2 separate regions of the Mus musculus genome follow, and region 1 is linked to region 2. A link is a contact called in public Hi-C data. All regions are on one chromosome and are shown on one strand. Each heading gives the region's core, a stretch centred on a gene start, on an enhancer-like site or on the middle of the called end of the contact. The rest is flanking DNA. Distances are from core to core; before and after follow the strand shown.

Region 1 (5,497 bases), core at 1,561-4,060, 650 kb after region 2:
GGCTCAGGTGTGGCTGCAGGTGTACAGGCTTCGGGGGTGGGGGTGGGGTGGAAAAACTTGAGCTAGAGCTGAAAGGGCAATTCTGTATTCACTGTACACCTCTGTTCCAATCGCATTAGGAAATGATCAGATGTGTGTTTCTTCAGTTCTCTGTCAATTTAGACACATTCTGAGGTGACCAGTTTCGACAAGCATCAGTGTGGGTAGGGTTAGAATTTCCTTCCACCTGGCCTACTGATTGCCCTTCGATGTCAGCTTGGTTCTCAACAGCCAGTTCCACTCTGAGGCATTCTATGTGAGTTGATCAACTACGTTGAGTGCTTCTAATCCATTTCTTAGGGAAGCCTTGAACCTCTGGCTCCCTACATAGGCTTAGAAGAAGTATGAGCTGGAGGTCAAATCTTTGTCATTCCACAGTGACCTGTTGAGGTGAGGGTGGGAGACAGTTCCTGGCCAGTGGTACGAAAGGCTACCTACTTGTTCCTGGGACTACTTGACCAGACCAAAGCTTCACTGTTTCAAACTCTGAATTCCATTTCCTTTCAAAAGCCCAGCTAAGTTAAACTCCTCCAATTCAGGGCAGCAATTGTGGATCCTGTGGAAATCACTCACCTAACACAGAGTCAGGAACTCTTTGAAACCACTATAGTTATATGGATATATGGCTATATCTATATGGTTATAAATCCCCACCTCTCTCCTTATGAGGAAATACTTGCATTGCTTGTGATATTTGACTGACAGCAGCTCCAGAGGTGTGTCAGAGGGCTCAGGGTCATCACACCTTATATCAAAGCCCAGCTCCGCAGCCTGCCTTGCACAGGTTGCTGGCTGAACCCATATTTATCATTTGAAAAGGTGACAATGACTGTCACCAGAGCAGGCCAGTCTTATTCCTACGCTCTTAACACATCACAGGAGAAAGCTACTATCGTCAAGCCCATTTTAAAAATGAGAGAGCTGAGTCTCAATAAAGCTCATTAGCTAGGTCACTGTCTCATACAAGTTCATAGCAGAGCTCCCCTTGACCCCAAGGTCACTTGACCTCTGGGAGGGACTTCTGCCCATTAGAGAGCAGGAAAGGTTTAATGGTGCTTGGCCATGGAGTGTGCCTAACAAAGACAGTTATGGTCTCTATGCTGCATCTGACACAGAGCTTAGAGCATGTTGCACTGTGTATCTTGCACTAAGTAGGAATTCAATAAAAGGTATGACTCCTGAGACGCCTTGAGAACTTTGAGGACTGTACTGGGCTGGATTTGAAATTGTTGATAAACATTAAGCGCTCCTTACCTTTGTGTAGTAGGAAGCAAGTGAGTAGACACAGCCACGGCCCTGATTCTGTTCAGAAAATGCCTGGCAGAGGATGTAGGGCAGAGAGCCTTGCATCTCCGGCTGCTGCATCCAGCAGGACCACTGGGTGTGACTGGACTGCAGTACCAGATTTCACGGAGAGATGGCGCCCTTCCCTAACAGTTGTAATTCGCTGGCATCTGACCCAAACTGGAGGCACCAATGAATGCCATGCATTAACCAGAGAAACAACTCCAATTGACTTCTTGAGCCAGCAGGGCTCACGCCCAGCACTCGGGCCAGGGTCATCTTGGCTGTTGACGTTTTCTCTGCAAATGAGGACTGAACACAGAGAGACAAGCCCCCGGAAGATGTCATATCCCTCTTGGCAGACCCCAGGAGGCCTGCCTTTGTTCTGACATCTCTTCCTGGTCTATAATTGACCAGGTGGGAAAGAGCGCAGGGGTAGGGGGCTGCGAATAGGCTGGCTTTCCCTGCCCGGGACTGGAACAACTTGGAGGAATGCCTGCAGAAACTGGCTTTCCTCAGCTTAGAGGGCTTGCTTCAAAGTCAAAAGCACTATGAAGTTGTGTTTGCCGGCTGTTCTGTTTTGCTGAGACTTACAAGTCTTGGCACAGATACTGCTGAAGCTTGCCTGGCCCTGATCTGGGTCCCTGCGAGGGACCCCTGTCCATCTAAGCCTACAGCATAGACGCCAGATACTCTAACCCCGCCCCTCCCCGCCCCCCGTGCATGTACCATACCCCACAATCATGGGTGTGGCCCCTCTAGTTCCTCCTGAGCCCTATGCTTCCAGCAGCTCCTGACGGTAGGTTGGCACACTCTCTCTCCTTCATCCTCTACTGTGCACAGCAGGCATACCGCCCCCCTCCAGTCCCTCTCTGTTTAAACCTGCTCCCACAAGCCCAGGGTGTTCCCCCGCTAGGACTTCCAACTGTCCCCTCCTTCTGAGGTAGTTGTCCAAGGTTCCCAGCAGTGTCTCTCACTTTGTAGCTACCTCTTTACTCCTGCGCTGACACTGGAGACTCCACCCAAGCTACTCTTTCCTGCTGGGGCTCAGGAGACACCCCAAACTGACTGGACTTAGTCCACCAGGGAAGGCAAGCCCAGCAGCAGGGGAGGAGACCCTTGACCACAAGCAGGCCGGGCCTGGGCGAGACAAAACCGTGAGGGTGACCGAGAGAGCTGGGCGAGGGGGTGTTCTGTGGATGGGTGCCATGCGAGATTCTTGAGGTTTTATATTTTTTTTTTACGATTTGTGGCGGCGTTTTATCCGTCCTCCTGGGTGACCCTAACTCTTCGGCCGACCGGTTTGCAGACCTCGCTGCCTGCAGCCAGGGGGCGTCGCGGAGCCGGAGCTCGGAGGAAAAATCCACCCATTTCCTGGGCAGATTGCGTCGGCCGCCGCCCGGCCTTGTCCCCGCCCCCCGGCCGCGGCCCCCGCGCACAGCCCGCGCCGCGCTCAGAACCCGGTGGCCCTTCTCGAGAGCGGAGCGCGCGGGGACGCTGCAGCGGCGGGCAGCGCGGGCAGGCAGCGCGCGCCGGGCAGGGCCGCCTGGTCACCTCCCGGCGCCGGGGCGGCGCGGCGATGGCCAGTGCGCACAGGGAGGCAGAGACCGGCGGGCGGCGGCGGGCAGAGGGGGCGCGGGGACGCGGCCGGGCGCCCCTGCCCGCCGTGGTGCCCGCCGCCTGAGGCTGCCCGGGGCGCGGGAGCCGGCGCCGGCGCGGCGCGGGCGCAGGAGGCCACTCGAGGCGCGATGTCGGTGCCGCTGCTGAAGATCGGGGTCGTGCTAAGCACCATGGCCATGATCACCAACTGGATGTCCCAGACGCTGCCCTCGCTGGTGGGCCTCAATACCACCCGGCTTTCGGCCGCCAGCGGCGGGACGCTGGACCGCAGCACCGGCGTAAGTGCGCCCGCCTTGAGCCCTCGCGGCCCCTCCTCCCTCCTGCCTCCTCTCGGGTCGAGCCCCGGGCTGGCCCGGCGGTGCGGCACAGGATGGGGTCACCCTGGGAGGGAGGGTTACAAGGGCCGGGGTCACGAGCCCACCCTCTGCCCTGCAGCCAAGCAGTGCCTTCAGCTGCGGCCGCCACTCGCACTCTGGCGTTTCGGGGCGATGCTTTTTGCTCCCAGTCCCCCGGAGGGGCTTGAGGACACCTGCTTTGGTGATGGTGGGAGGGGTTCAAAGTCCAGAGTCCTCGTTCACTAATATTAGAAAATCTTTCTTTGCAAAGCTTAGGAAACTGAAGCTAGGGACTTGGGGACTTAGCCAAGGTCACTCAGCAAGTAAGGGGTGGAGGTGCTGCTTAAAACCCTTTGTGGGCTAGGTCCAGCCAGGACTCAGCTCGCCCTACTTTGTAAAAGACGGACTGGACCAGTGCAGAGTGGGGCCCAAGGCAAAAGACCAGAGCTTGTGATCTCACCTGAGCCCCCCAAATCCCAAGGGACCCTTCCGGTCTCATCTCGGTTGGAAGATCTCAGCGTGCACTCTGGAGGAGGTTGAGAGGAGCTGGGCGGGACCCAGCTGCCGATCTGTCTTCACCCACCCCTCTCTACTGGCCTCTGACACGGAAATCGAATCTCCATGTCATCGGCAGCCTGCGGATGGGGAGCTATGGCTGGGGGTTGGGTGGAGGGTCTGGATAAGGCTGACTTCCATGATAGATGGAGCAGGCTGAGCAGAGACCACCCTTAAGTCAGGGGCCACTGGAAAGGGACCCTGGCATAACCTTCTCAGTGGAAAGGACAGGTGAGGGACCATTCTCCTCCAGTTTGATCCCAAGAGCTGGGTGGTGTGACCCACCACCACCACCACCACCATCTATCACTCTTGTAGGGTCTGCCTCTCCTGTTGTTTTAAAAAGAGTTTTCCTAGTGCCCTGGTACTGGGAGTGGTGTCCCACTCCTTAAATCCCAGAGGCAGGTGGGTCTCTGTGAGTTTGAGGCCAGCCTGGTCTACAGAGTGAGTTCCCTGACATTCAGAGCTGCGTAATGAGACTCTGTCTCAAAAAAAAAAAAAAAAAAAAAAAAGCCAAACAAAAATATCACCATGAGTTTCCCTGATAAGGATTTTGGATGCTTGTGTCCTAAGCTGGATGAATGAAATGAAGTATAGCACTACCTGCTTCTCTGCCTTCTTCCCATCCTTATCTAAAAATAGCAGGGAAGTGCAGGATGCCAGGGAAGGGCTTGGAGACTGGGTAGGCTGCAGTGGCTGGAGGGCAGGGGTCATGGTGGTGTGTATGCAGGAGCCTTGGTGGCTTCTGCCCCTGCTGTGTATCTGAAGGTCAGGGTCATGGGTGGTATAGAAGGCCTGCAAGGTGAATCCAGCCACTCAGTTCTGGGTCCTTGGTGGTCTTTGGGCAAACCCTCAGGATTGAGGTTAAGGGTGACCCTTACACAATATATTTGTTGACATCCACCAAATGGCTAGTGCGTGGGGGAGCTTCATGGAGTTGGAAATCAACATCTGAGCCAGGCTGCTTTTGTTCGGGAGACAACACAGCTCTAGGGTTGCTGCTCTCAGTTCTTAGGTGCCGACTCAGGACTCATAACAATTGTGCTTGTCTCCAAGTGTTAGGGAACAGGAGCTCAAGGCTCGTCAGCATCTTGCTGGAAGAAGAGGGTATCTGATTCCCTAAGCCATTAGCTACTGGTTTCTTATATGGCCCCCTCACCCAACCTAGTGCATCGGCGGCCCCTCCCACCTCCCCCGGCATTAATTTGGTTAGAGGTCAAAACTCTGAGCACCCAGGGTTGAACATGCATTTTAAGGCACTGTTCCTCTCCAATTCTTTGAGACCTCAGCACCTGGGTACAGGTCTCCCTCATCCTCACATTCTCTCTTTCTCTCCTCGTGCCCTTCCCTGCCTGCCCTTCTCCAGGTGTTGCCCACCAACCCCGAGGAGAGCTGGCAGGTGTACAGCTCTGCCCAGGACAGTGAGGGCAGGTGTATCTGCACAGTGGTCGCCCCCCAGCAGACCATGTGTTCGCGGGATGCCCGCACAAAACAGCTGAGGCAGCTACTGGAGAAGGTGAGTCCGTGCAAGGGGTTGATGTGTGAGTTTGCACATGCAGAGTGCAGTGTGGCGGCCTGAGGCTTGGCTGGGCCTTCACTGGCATGGCCCACGCTCTAAACATTTGTGACTGAATGAATGGGCAGATGACCGAGTGGCTAGGAGA
Region 2 (5,151 bases), core at 406-2,905:
GCTGCATTCCCACTTCTCTTTGGCTTGGACAATTTGCCCATCCAGACTGGGCTTCAGTTTGTTTGTTTGTTTGTTTTTTCCAAAGGAATTGATCAGAGAAATACATAATGTGGGCCTCAGACTTGGCTTTGGAGCAAGCTTGGGAGACCCAGCTATGCCTGTCCTGATTCCAGATGGAGAAACTAAAACTTGGAATGCACACACACAGGATGGTGGGGAGGTGTCGCCGGCCAGTTTTGGAGTGTTTTGATCCTGTTCTAGTACCTTGACTGACATGCACAAACTGAACTGGGGTCTACAGCTCCAGAGGACTCTGGGGTGCTAGGGAATGCCCTGGGCTTGTGGCTTGGTACATAGTTATGTTTTGGGTCTCTAGTAAGTGCTGTGGTGGACCAGTCACCTCCCATTGCATATGTATTGTGCATACATGCAATTCCACATGCGATGATTAATGTTGACTGTCAAGTTGATAGGATCCAGTGTCACTTATGAGACAAATGTCTAGGCATGTCCTCGAGGAGTTTTCTAGATTGTGTTTGTCCAGGTAGGAGGAGCCACCTTGAAACTGGTCAGTACCGTCTCACGGGCTGGGGTGCTAGCCTAAATAAGGAGAAAGTGGGCTGAGCTCTGTCTGCATCCTCGGCACGGATGCCATGTGACCTTCCCTCCTAGCTCTGATGACTGTGAGCCCCACCAGCACCATCCCTTCTTGAAGTTGGTCTTGTCAGGTCTTTGTTATATAGCAACTAGGAAATGCCCTGGGGATTTTTTTCATACTACCCAGGAAATGTGAGCCATGAAGCCCAATTCACTCACCAGATTCTCTGAGGACATAGTTTGTATTTTTGTAAACCTGATCATCTTTTTTTAAAAAGATTTATAGATTTATTATATGTAAGTACACTGTAGCTGTCTTCAGACACTCCAGAAGAGGGAGTCAGATCTTGTGTCAGATCTTGTTACAGATGGCTGTGAGCCACCATGTGGTTGCTGGGATTTGAACTCAGGACCTTTGGAAGAACAGTCAGGACTCAACCACTGAGCCATCTCTCCAGCACCATGTTTTGTTTTGTTTTGTTTTGTTTTGTTTTGTTTTGTTTTGTTTTGTTTTGTTTTTGTGAATGGCCCTGGAAAGATACAACCAACCAGTCAGTGGCTTTGAAGACTCACAGGGCTGGGCTGAAATTTTTGGTGTGTATGACTGGCTCAGGTGGACACCTCTGACTATTCCAGTGTCTTGCAGATAGGCTACTGCTCAGACTGTGTGTTGCTTTTCCTGTGTCTCAATGAGACTGGTGTCAATTTTAAAGTAGCTGCTGCCTGCTGGAGCCAGAGATCTGGCAAATTAGCTTTTTATTTCTCATGGCAGAGGATGACTGAGGCCAAGCTCTCTCTGGGAGATGCCCCTATGAGTGACTAAGGCTGTGTCCCTCTGGGGGATGCCCTTGTGCTTCTAGTTTAGCCTTCCCTGGATGCTCTTCTGTTTCTATAGGGAGGTGAATGACCATCCAGCGGGGTGAGCCTTCTCCTTGGGGCCCTCTATTAATAAAACAACCACTGACCCCCGGACGTGCAGGCACATGAGGGGACACAGTATTCCCAGGGTCGGCGTCGGTCCAGAGACCTTTCGTGCCTGACCCAGCCGCCTCTAGAGTGCTTCCATCCTGCTCTGGCCCCTTGGCTGAAGGACCGGAAGTTCTGCATGGTCCAAGCTGGGGCTGCTCTTCCTCCAATATATAAATAACCTACTACCAGCTCCCTGGGAGAGTCCTAAGGGCCTGAAGGAGGGAGGGACAGAGCCCCAGGCCCTTGAGACTAGGCATGACTCAGAGTAAGTCATCTGCTTTTCAGGTTGTTCCAGAGCCTTCTTGGGCTCCCCTGGTGTCCTGTGCTGTTGCAGAACCCCGAGGCAGCCTGGATGAGGGCACTCGCTCTGTTTCTCTTTCATCAGTTGTTTCTGTGGAATCGGAGGCTATTGGCTGGGGATGGACAAGGAGACAACTTTCTTCTCATTCTGGAGGTCTAGCTGTGCTGGAGAAGTGGAAGGCTGAGATTCAGGGCAGGGACCAAATTTCTATCATCCGCCTAGAGCAGTGTTCTCAACCTTTTACTGTCGTGGCCCTTTACAGCAGTTCCTTCTGTTGTGGTGACCCCAACTATAAAATTATTTTCATCGCTACTTCATAACTGTAATTTTGCTACTGTTCTGAATCATTATGTACATATCTGTTTCCTGGTGGTCTTAGGTGACCCTCAGAGGGGTCACACCCCGCAGGTTGAGAACCACTGATCTAGAGGCACATGCTGTGCTCGGTTGAAGCTCCCCAAGAGGGATCCTCCTGAGTACCCCAATCCTGACTCGGTGACACTGACCTTGTCCTATGGTCCCTGGTAGCCTTTGCTCTTTCTGTTGAACTGGGGTCTGCCTTTTTTGTCTGCCCTCTGCCAGTACCACACTCACTGAGCCACAGGGGAAGAGTCAGCCAGACTGACTGTATGTGCGTGGGGTTCTAGGATACCTGCTGTCACCGGCCACAGCTGGACACTTGGGTGCTCAGAAACCTGAAGTGAAGGCAAAATGGACCTGGTTCTGCCCACCTAAGCTTCCCTGGGCCCCAAGCTCCAGACAGCGAAATCTGCAGCTCAGGGCCCAGGCTCATGTTCAGAACACCACATCCAGGCTGGGCCCCTGTTTTACTTGGAGCAGATAAAGGTTTCTGAGCAGCCTGATACTGCATCACTGAAATTCCACGAACTGAAACTGGATGGCTCAAAACAAATTTCCCTGTTCTGGAGGTCAGAGTTCGATATCAAGGCATGGGGGGGCATGGAATGTCGGGGTGGGGGTGGGGCTGCTGACTCTTCCCAAGGCTCCTAGTGAGATGGTTCCTCCTGTCTCCCAGATAGTCCTGGGGTTGAGAATGTGTCAATAAATTTCCTTTTCCTTCTCTCAAGGCCTCCTCTTGCTCCCCTGTGTCTTGTGTGTCTCCTATAGTGGCACTTGTCATTGGATTTCAGGCCTTCGATCCACTGATCTCTTTTGATGATCCTGTCCCCATTTACATTTGCAGAGTATCTTTTCCCAAACAAGGGCAGTCGTAAGTTTCAAGGAATATGTCTTTGAAGGGGGCAACATTCAGTCCACTACTCTCTGTACCTCCATTTTCACATATGTGTCCTCTGTTAAGGGGTGCAGTCAGTGATGTGGCTACAATTCTACATCCCTTCCTATAGGTCTGGCCTTGCAGGTGGAGTGGCTTCTTCCCACAAGTCAGGACCCAGTGCTAGTTTTCTGTGACCAGACCCTGTTTGGGAAAGGCAGGAGATACTTGCTGGGGGCTGCCTTTTCCAGTCTGGGGGAAGTCTTGAAGAGTACAGCTGTGACTATATATAACTCTAGGGGCTCCTGGGCCAAGTAACCTAGGCTCATTCCATGTTTCACAAGCAAGCTGCCCATTGACCCAAGTGGAGCTTTGAGGTACATAGCCTGGTAGGCCACCAGCCCTGCATAGCCATCCTGGGCTCCACCCTTCCTTCCCTGCTAGAATGTTTAACTTTTCCCACCTTAGGGTCTCTATCCATGCAGTTGTACCCTTTCAGGATGCCTTCTGGGCTGATCTTTCAGCCATCCCTTGGCTAGCTATTTCCCTGTCCACTGGGCCTCCACTAGGCACTGCAGGGGTCTTTTGGCAAATGTAGGATCCAAGGACCATCAGGACCACAGCTGGAGCAGGGTGATAGCAGCTGGGAACCAAGATAACATGGAGACCTGGTCAGGCTTACACAGGTGCTGCCCATGAACTTCCGGGCTGTCCCACAAGGGGCTAGTGCTTCGATGGAAGGTGCAGAGGACAAAGCAGGCTGAAGACCCTTTGTAGGCCCACTGTATGCTGGCTTCTAGGGAGGTTGAAATGGTGTAACTTCTTCAGCCAGAAGCCATGCTTCAAGTGGGGGTGAATATGACAGCTTGCTCTTCATGCAGCTGAGCACCCAGGCGACCCCCCTTTTTGACAGACAACATCTTAAAGAGGCAAAGCCATTACTCTAGGATCTACTAGAAGAGCCTGGATTCAGGCCTCCTCATTAGTGTAGAGAGCCCACACTAGGCTAGAAGGTGGAAGCTGCTTAACAAACACTCTCCAAAACCCAGCCGCCTGGGGACTGTTTTCCTAGGTTCAGCTCCCAGGACACACTGCTGTGGCCTTGGGGTCCAGCCCGGCTTCCGGATGACTCAAATCCTCCTCGAGGTGGCAGTTTTGCAGACATGCAGAATCCAAGTGTTTACAGGGTCGTGGAGGTTTGCACCAAAGATCCAGAAAGTCACTGTGTAGCAGGGTTGAGTCCCTATAAGGAGGCTCTGAGAGACCATTGTGAGGAGCTTGAAGGTGAACGTCAGTTGCAGTGGAGACCCCAGCACGTTGGAGATGGCCGGACAATGGCGTATCCGCTGAGGAAAGTGCAGGCACATAGTAGAGGTGACCTGGGAGAGGCTAAATGTGCTTCAGATGGTAGAGTTGGAGGCATGGGGTTAATCAAGGCTGTTGGAGTCCAGGTGGGGCCACCACCAGTCTCAGATTCTGGACAGGACTTGACACTTGCTGCCCCTCTGAGTGATAGTCTATCTTTGATCTTATTTTTTTTTCTTGTTATTTTCCATTCTTCCCCTTTGGAATCAGAATGTTCACTTTGTGCCTTAAAAAAAAAACACAAAAAACAAAACAACAAAAACAAAAACAAAACAAAACAAAAAACAAAACAAAAAAAAACAAACAAAAAACCCCAAAAGGCTAGAAAGATGGCTCAGCGGTTGAGAGCATTGACTGCTCTTCCAGAGATCCTGAGTTCAATTCCCAGCAACCACATGGTGGCTCACAACCATCTGTAGTGGGATCTGATGCCCTCTTCTGTGTGTCCGAAGACAGCTACAGTGTACTCATAACTCATATACATAAAATAAATAAATAAATCTTTTAAAAAAAGGAAAAACAAAACCCAAAAAGTAAAAACCAGAATTTGTTTTTCAAAATTTTAATTGAGGGCTGTAGAGCACTTGTTGCTCCTGCAGAGGACCAAGTTTGGAGTCCTAGCAATCACCTGGTGGCTCACAAACATCTGTTCCCGGGAATCCGATGCCCTCTTCTGACCTCTATA

Evidence for each region. A called contact is a pair of places that touch in the nucleus more often than the background predicts.
Region 1: a contact with region 2 is called in a Hi-C map of liver, with 5 times the contacts expected there. The contact joins the promoter of Olfm1 here to the enhancer-like site in region 2. A contact is called at or near these places in 20 of 39 promoter capture datasets (the 3T3-L1 cell line, 3T3-L1-derived adipocytes, the C10 cell line and 12 more), 30 of 484 Hi-C or Micro-C datasets (the HPC-7 cell line, the N1E-115 cell line, cerebellar granule neurons and 14 more), 7 of 115 datasets of contacts at active chromatin or transcription factors (SST interneurons, VIP interneurons, astrocytes and 3 more) and 2 of 9 other capture datasets (embryonic stem cells and liver).

What each region holds. Positions count from the first base shown.
Region 1 is chr2:28,202,879-28,208,375 of GRCm38.p6, forward strand. Olfm1 (olfactomedin 1) reads left to right here and starts at 2,811. Exons shown (of 6, transcript NM_019498.2): 1 at 2,811-3,221; 2 at 5,200-5,349. The coding sequence starts at 3,072.
Region 2 is chr2:27,552,911-27,558,061 of GRCm38.p6, forward strand. No RefSeq gene overlaps it. Among named protein-coding and RNA genes, the nearest start is that of Gm13421, 15 kb to the left of the region's middle. Within about 2 kb of position 1,656, at least 32 of the 459 cell types and tissues checked have an H3K27ac peak or open chromatin away from gene starts, as enhancers often do. A contact at or near this core is called in 3T3-L1-derived adipocytes, liver and trophoblast stem cells, where this site is marked.